Linked DNA regions of Rattus norvegicus: region 1 is linked to region 2. Evidence: chromatin contacts called from public Hi-C data. All regions are on one chromosome and are shown on one strand. Each heading gives the region's core, a stretch centred on a gene start, on an enhancer-like site or on the middle of the called end of the contact. The rest is flanking DNA. Distances are from core to core; before and after follow the strand shown. Region 1 holds the start of Nup35 (nucleoporin 35). Region 2 overlaps Nckap1 (NCK-associated protein 1).

Region 1 (3,770 bases), core at 885-3,384, 120 kb before region 2:
AAATCCCAGCAACCACATGGTGGCTCACAACCATCTGTAATGAGATCCGATGCCTTCATCTGGTGTGTCTGAAGGCAGCGACTGTGTACTCATATATAATAAATAAATCTTAAAAAAAAAAAAAAAGAGGGAAGAAAAAACAAAATAATTCGGAAAGATAAAACAAGTATCAAAAAAGGTGTAAGGCTGGATGCTGGTGGCCTTTAATCCCAGGACTAGGGAGGCAGAGATAGGCAGGTCTCTGTAAGTTCAAGGTCAGCCTGGTCTACAGAGTGAGTTCTAGACAGCCAGGGGCTATACAGAGAAATCCTGTCTTGAAACTCACACCCTCACACCCTCCATCCATAGATATATGGATATATATATACATCCATATATACATATATACACATACACATACATACACACACACTAAGGTGTAAATATTGTAATGCTTTTGTAAAGCATGTTATGTTACATAGTGCTACTACATATCTCAAAAGAAAGTTAAACTCAAACCAGAAGTCTCAACAAAAGCAGATCCTAAATAGATATTTAGAAAAGACCAGTAACAAAATATAAGGCTTTTGATAACACCACAAACTACCATCTACAAAGGGGGAAGTTATGACAGGTATAAGAGTTAGGTCAAGGCCTGGTGAGGTGGTTCAGTGGGTCAAAGTCCTTGCTATTAAGCCTAAATTCAGTCCCCAGGACATATAACACATCCATACACTTGCACATTATATAAAAATCTAATTAGGTCAAGAAAAAATAGGTCACCTAAATACACAGTAATAAAGTAGGAAGCCAGACTGTCACTAACCATCCCTTCATGATTGAACATAAAGGCTTAATGACTGCATCCTGCATGTCTGAAATTCCATTTCTCAATCTCTGCCCCTAAGTAGTAAGTCCTGCACTGTCCTACTCAGAGAGCAGTGTGCTGGTAAGGTGTTGAGAGGATGTCAGAACTGAAAAATGTGCAACACGTGACTCTGAACAGTAAATGTCAGACAATGTCAATTCTACGCTAGGTAATATACAAGAATGTGTTTGTTCACATTTATTACACCGGAAAATATGCTCTCCAAAATGTTATTGTTGAACAGAAAAACCTAGAACTGCTAATGAAATGTCCTGATCTCTAAATAATATAAGAACAAAAACCTGAAAACAAGTTTTAATGCCACAGTGTATCTACATCATTAACATTATTTGTTCTGTTTTTATAATGCACTAAAAAAAATTAAGTTACATTATTCTTTTTTCCCTATTGTTTTTGGCTTCTTGTTTTGTTTTGGATACAAGGTTTCTTGGTAGGAACTCTGTAGACCAGGCTAGCCTTGAATGCAAGAGATCTGCCTACCGCTGCCTCCCAAGTGCACCACAACCGCCCAGCAAAGTTACGCTATTCTTAAAACAACTTTTACCCAAAAGGTGGCAAACATTACATGCCACTTGGAGCTACAAAGTTAATCCTGCACAATATATACAATGCTTGCTCTCTTTAACCAGCTCAGAGAGTTATAAACTAATACTACGGTACGTCTATGAAACTGTAGACAGGTTATTTTGTTTTCTGTTGTAGAATATGACCGTTGTCATTACTCACAAAACTTAGCGGGAGTGGGGAGTGTCAACACGTTAATTTGTTTTTACCAAATACGGCATACTCGGAACGTTTCCCCAATAATGGATATGAATATTTATAATCAACAGTAGCCCAATGGAGCTGCGTTCCAAAGTAAAGGGCGGAGGATGTGGAAGGAGCCAGGTTGATTCTAGGTCATACATTCATATACAAATTTCTTTTGTGACGTTAAAACAGGACCTAGAAACTTAGGTAGCCCCGCGGCAGCTGATACCACTGCGACCAGAGGTTCACCGCCCATCCTCGTGGTCGCTTTCGGGGAACGGGGCAGGTGACCACAGTAGAGCCGAGCGCAGTGCAGGGATCCCGGCTACTGCCGCCCAGATGTCATCGGCCACAGTGCCCAGCCCCCGCTCCCTCCGTAGCGTGTGGCGGTCGCCTCCAGGTCCACAGCGCACTAATTGTGCCACGGGAGAGGCCGCGGTTCACTCACCCAGCGTGGGCGCCTGGGGATCCACCGCAAACGCTGCCATCGCAACGGCCGCCACCACTCCAGCAAGGATCTTCCCAGTTTTCAAAAATGGCGGAAACTCTTCTTACCGTAAGAGCCGCGCGGCCTTATGGGTTGCGTAACTTCCGACCATGCTCTTTGCGGAGGGTGTAGGCGTTTCAGCCATTTTGGAAGAGGGCAAACTTCTATACCCTATCTGGGATTCTAAGGAACATTTTATGAAGATGCGGGGAACAACGTGGGATCTCTGGTTCTAAAAATGGCAAGCCTCCTGAAATGTTGTTTATGCTTCATACAAAGAGATTCCCTTGCTCTCTTGATAATTAGTGCGATTTTTGCATCGACTTCCCTAACCTGTTAAAGTAGGTTTAATGAAACCATATATTCCTTTTCAACTTGATTCCTGCACTTGATATAGGACGTTTGTTTCACAAAGTATTTTTTCCATCATCTATATGTCATTTCTTTTAAATGGTGTTATGTGAGAGTAATTTTACATTAAAGCATAATCAAGGTTTATTACATCAAATAAATATAAATTTAAATTGATTTTTTAAAAAAGGATTAAAAAACCCAGGCGCCACATGCCATTCTGCCCATGACATCCCTGTGCTTCACTCTGCTATGACATCTTCACTCTGCTATCTTTCCTTAGAGTCCATGCATGTACTTTATGTGTGTTAAAATACATTTAGTTTTGGCTGGGTAGTGGGGCACACACCTTTAATCAGAACACTTGGGATGCAGAGGCAGGCATCTGAGTTCAAGGCCAGCAAGGTCTACGGGGGGGGGGGGGTGTTCCAAGACAGCCAGGGTTACACAGAGAATTCTATTTCAATTGAATTATATTAAGTTAAAAGGCAAAAGTCAATAGCCTTAAGCCTGATACTGTATTAAATTTATTAGTTACCACAAGGGAGTCAGGTATAAATTGTTACACAAGCTTGACCACTCTTGGGAAAGTGTCAGTAATGATTGGGAGATAGCAGTTTCTTCCTGGACAGGCCATACCGCAACACTGCCATCAGGTCAGATCTGCCTGTCACCTCGTCTCAATAATGATTCCAAATTAAAGGACAGATTCCAAGAAATCAATTTTATTTTGTTTGGTTTGGTTTGGTTTTTGTCGAGACCTGTTTTCTCCCCATAGTCCTGGCTATCCTGGAACTCACTAGTACACCAGGCTGGCCTCCCTGACTCTGCCTCCAGAGTGCTGGAATTAAAGGTGTGTACCACCACCACCCAGCCAGAGTTAAAATTTTAGAACCATTTACAAGTTCAGTTTACTTTAAGGAAAAAAAATGTGCTGAGTGCAATGCTATGTACCTTTAATCCCAGCACTCAGGAAGCAGAGGCAAGTGGATCTCTGCAAGTTCAAACTCATCCTGGTCTGTACATAGTGAGTTCCAGGGGAGAGAGAGCCACATAGAGCGCCCCCCCAAGGATGAATGAATAAATATTTAATATGAGTGTGAGTTGCACATACCAGAAGATGCACGTGTTGATCTTATCTATATGAATGTTTAACACAAAAGCACATTAAGTTTGTGTTGGATCACCAAGTAATTGGTAACTTAAAGCATCACAAAAAAAATTTTTTTTGAGGCCAGAAATCCAAACTATGTTTTAAAGGGTTCCTATCAAGGCAGCAATGGGACTGGTTTCTTTGGAGACACAAGAGGAACA
Region 2 (3,830 bases), core at 908-3,407:
GATCACCGAGAACTCGGAAAGATGATGAACACAATAATATTCCATACAAAGATGGTCGATTCCTTGGTGGAAATGTTGGTGGAAACATCCGATCTCTCCATATTTTGGTATGTTGTAATTTTCCTTAAGTCTAAGCTGGAAATGTTTATTATGAAACTACCTGATTGTTTTCTGTTGGGATAGTCCTCAAGATAGTTCAGTATCATATTCCTAATCATAAAGGGAGCAATAGGCTTTTATCAAAGCTTTGTAACAAGCTGGGTGGCAGTGGTGGTTTGCACCTTTAATCCTAGTACTTGGGAAGCAGAAGTAGGTGAATATCTGAGTTCTAGGCCAGCCTGATCTACTGAGTGAGTTCCAGGACAGCCAAGGCTACACAGAGAAACCCTGTCTTTAAAAAAAACAAACAACAAAAACAACAAAAAACTTTGGAAGAAAAAGAAGCTTGCAAAATTGAGATTTTTATGTTTGGTTTTAGTTACTCCCAGGAGCAGCCAACTGTTCTGGTGTGAGCTTTCTTGCATTTTGTTTGAAGATGGGAGTCTCACATTAAGAGCTCGTTTATATATGTAGTCTGAGTGTAAAAAGGTTGTGGATAGGGGTTGGGAATTTAGCTCAGTGGTAGAGCGCTTGCCTAGCAAGTGCAAGGCCCTGGGTTTGGTCCCCAGCTCCGAGAAAAAAGAAAAAAAAAGAAAAAAAAAGGTTGTGGATAAATCAAAGAGAGCAAGTATGGAAATTAATATCTGATAACTTCATGCCTATAGTGTTAGACACTTGTGTCACAGAGATGTGCTGGCTGCTCCTTGCACTGTTGTAACTAAGCACAGCTTCTCCACACTTAGCACTGCATTCACTTTTCTCTCATTACCCTCTCCAGAAAACTTACTTCTTTCTTAAAGATTTATTATTATTCATTATCGATACAGTGTTGTGCCTGCAGGCCAAAAGTGGGCACTAGATCTCATTACAGATGGTTGTGAGTTACCATATGGTTGCTGGGAATTGAACTCAGGACCTCTAGAAGAGCAGTCAGTGCTCTTAACCACTGAGCCATTTCTCCAGCCCAAAAACATTTCTTAAAGAAAGGTTATGTTGCTTCCCTCTTGTCTAATATAGTAGATATTTAATAAATGTTGGAACAAATGACAGAGTGAGGTCAGACCCATAAACAGTAAACAAAGCCACAGTTCAGACTCTGGTACTTTCACTCTGTAGCTGTGTGGTACTAGTTTGGTTCCTTGCTTCTTGGCCTTGTAGAGGGGTAAATTGGGACAGCATACTACGTCGTGGTACTTGTGAAGCAATGAGTTATACCTGGCTGGACAGTGGTAATGGCGTCTAGGTACCACACAGAGAAGGTGGTCAGAGCTTTTGGTTTTAGCAGTTTGTTAGGGTAGCTTGTGTTACGTGTGCTGGAGAAGAAATCTCCAGGAACGAAGGCCTGCCTCTCTGAGAGACAGACTAGTCCACTCACTTTCGGGTTTACATTTTGGCTGTATGTTAAATGTTCAAGAATTTTAAGGTTATTTGGAACCATCTGTTACTGTCTCAAAGCCTGTCCTGGACAGAGGGTGAGACATTTTTGTTTGGATTCTGTTTTAGCTCTAAAAGTGCTCCTGTTGTGAAAGAATATAATCTTCCTGCTTTCTTAGAGATAAAGCATTTTGTACAATCTTTAAGTTTTTGTAATTGTCATATGTGGTTAATTTTCTTAATATTTTAAATATTAATGACATGATTGTTTAATTGGTAATATTTTTCTCAGTGATACTTTAAAGTAACCGTGGTCCCTATAATTGATAATTCCCTAACCCATGAGAAAGTTTGAAGATCAGAGTTTTGAATGTTGTGTACTTATATTCTATAGATACTGTATATTACCTGTAAAATGTCTTGATAGCATACAAAGAGTATTCTGAATAAATTATTGACATGCACAAGGTACTTTGAAGGGAAAATAACTATTCTTAAGGGTATAAATGGGATCCCTTAAGAGATTCACTTGAGTTAAGAGAATCAACCAGCCATGGTGCTGTATCATTTGTTTGCCTGTAAGCTCTGAGTGTAGCTGTTTGACTGTTTTCTGTCTCTCCTGACAGTTTTTATAGCCGTGCTTTTGAGAAGATGTTTCAGCAGTGCTTGGAGTTGCCTTCTCAGTCGCGATACTCCATCGCCTTTCCTCTGCTCTGCACTCACTTCATGAGCTGCACACATGAGCTGTGTCCCGAAGAGGTAACTGTAGCCGGTGCCAGGCCTTATGTAGTGAAGCAGTCACATGGGCAGCTAGCCAAATGTTTATAAGGACATAATTACTTAATTTTTCTTCTCACCTAAACCATCTTTGTATAGAATCAGAGAAATTCTTGAGTAGATCCATGATAACACAGTGAGCAGTAAGATGTATGATTGACACAAATAGGAATATATGTAGGTGCATAAATATGCACATATATTGATCATTTACCTTTTAAAATAACTGATATGGTTGGTATTACTGTTATAGATTTATTCACATATGCAGTAATTACATTTTTTACTGAATACATTTCATTGTAATACTGAAAGGAAGGACTTGAAAAATTGGGTTTATGGATTACTGACTTGTTAACATCATGGATACGTTAGACAGGACCCAGGTTTGCTGACACTTGTGAGACACACATAAACTCACAGTTGCTGTGGTGTGGACAACTAATCAGTAATTCTGCAGATCCCTAGTGTCTGTCAGAAGTGTACTGTGTATCAAAAGGTGCAAAGTTCTCGCTTAGGATAAGTTTCAGCGATCTGTTACAGTGCATGGTGACACAGTTACTAACAAAGAGTTGGGCATGGTGGTGTTCCCAGCACTCAGGAGGCTGGGGCAGGAAGATTGCAAATTCAAGGCCAGCCTGAGCTACCATGAGAGACCAGAAAATAGTAATGCCAATGAACATTTTAAAGAGCTAAAATGAATAGGTTTTTAATGTTCTTACTACAGAAATCAAGTTGGTAAAGTGATTGGATCTTCCTATAGTGTACATGCAGATCATAATGTCATGATGCTGGGAGTCCACAGTAGGGTACAGTGCTCTCTGGGTGTTCAGAGGCCCAGAATAAAAGAATAAAAGAAAACTATAAAACTATAAAAACATGATGGATCACATTGTATCCCCAACAGATGGAATTATCATTTGACAACTAGTAAGGAAATAAAATGAAAAGATGTTTTCTCTGGTCTTGAAAAAAAATTTTATAAGTGTGGCAAGATTATAAAGAATGAATACTGTATTTTTTTGTAACAGTTTTAATCTCTTAGAACTGCAAAATCTGTTGAAAAGAAATTTGAAGTAGCATATCTCTAGCTTATGAGTATTCTGTGGGAAGAGGACTTTGAGAGAGATGAGGTCAGAGGAAGCTTTCAAGAACTGAAAGCAAGACTTGTGTGACACATTAAGAGACACAGTCGAACCTGGTGGCCCAAGCCTGTTATCCCCACTACTTCAGAGGCTGAGGCAAGAGGATTACATGGTTGTTAAAGGCCAGACTAGGCAACAGAATGAGAGCTTGTCTCAAAATAAAAACAGGGCAAAAGAATGAAGGTTGAAGATGTTGTTTATTGGTAGAATGCTTGCCCAGTTAAATGTGCATGGCTCTGGGTTCAGTCCATTCCGTCTCCTCCTCCAACCCCCAACCCCAACCCCCAGTCCTGTAAGCTGCCTCCCCCCACACATACAAATTGACCAATATTTCATTATGTCTGGCTACAGTGTTTGGATTCCTCTTACAGTTTGTAGGTCATTTGAAATTAAATTCAAGGCTTACAGATTTAGGAAAGATGGTCTTGTGAGTCA

The links. A called contact is a pair of places that touch in the nucleus more often than the background predicts.
Region 1: a contact with region 2 is called in a Hi-C map of mammary epithelial cells, with 1.8 times the contacts expected there. The contact joins the promoter of Nup35 here to the enhancer-like site in region 2.

What each region holds. Positions count from the first base shown.
Region 1 is chr3:85,964,271-85,968,040 of GRCr8, reverse strand. Nup35 (nucleoporin 35) reads right to left here and starts at 2,134. Exons shown (of 9, transcript NM_001004229.1): 1 at 2,067-2,134. The coding sequence starts at 2,106. It also overlaps a transcript of Dusp19 not described here.
Region 2 is chr3:85,847,103-85,850,932 of GRCr8, reverse strand. Nckap1 (NCK-associated protein 1) reads left to right here. Exons shown (of 31, transcript NM_031618.1): 16 at 1-107; 17 at 2,100-2,232. Among named protein-coding and RNA genes, the nearest start is that of Nckap1, 50 kb to the left of the region's middle. Within about 2 kb of position 2,157, at least 1 of the 93 cell types and tissues checked has an H3K27ac peak or open chromatin away from gene starts, as enhancers often do.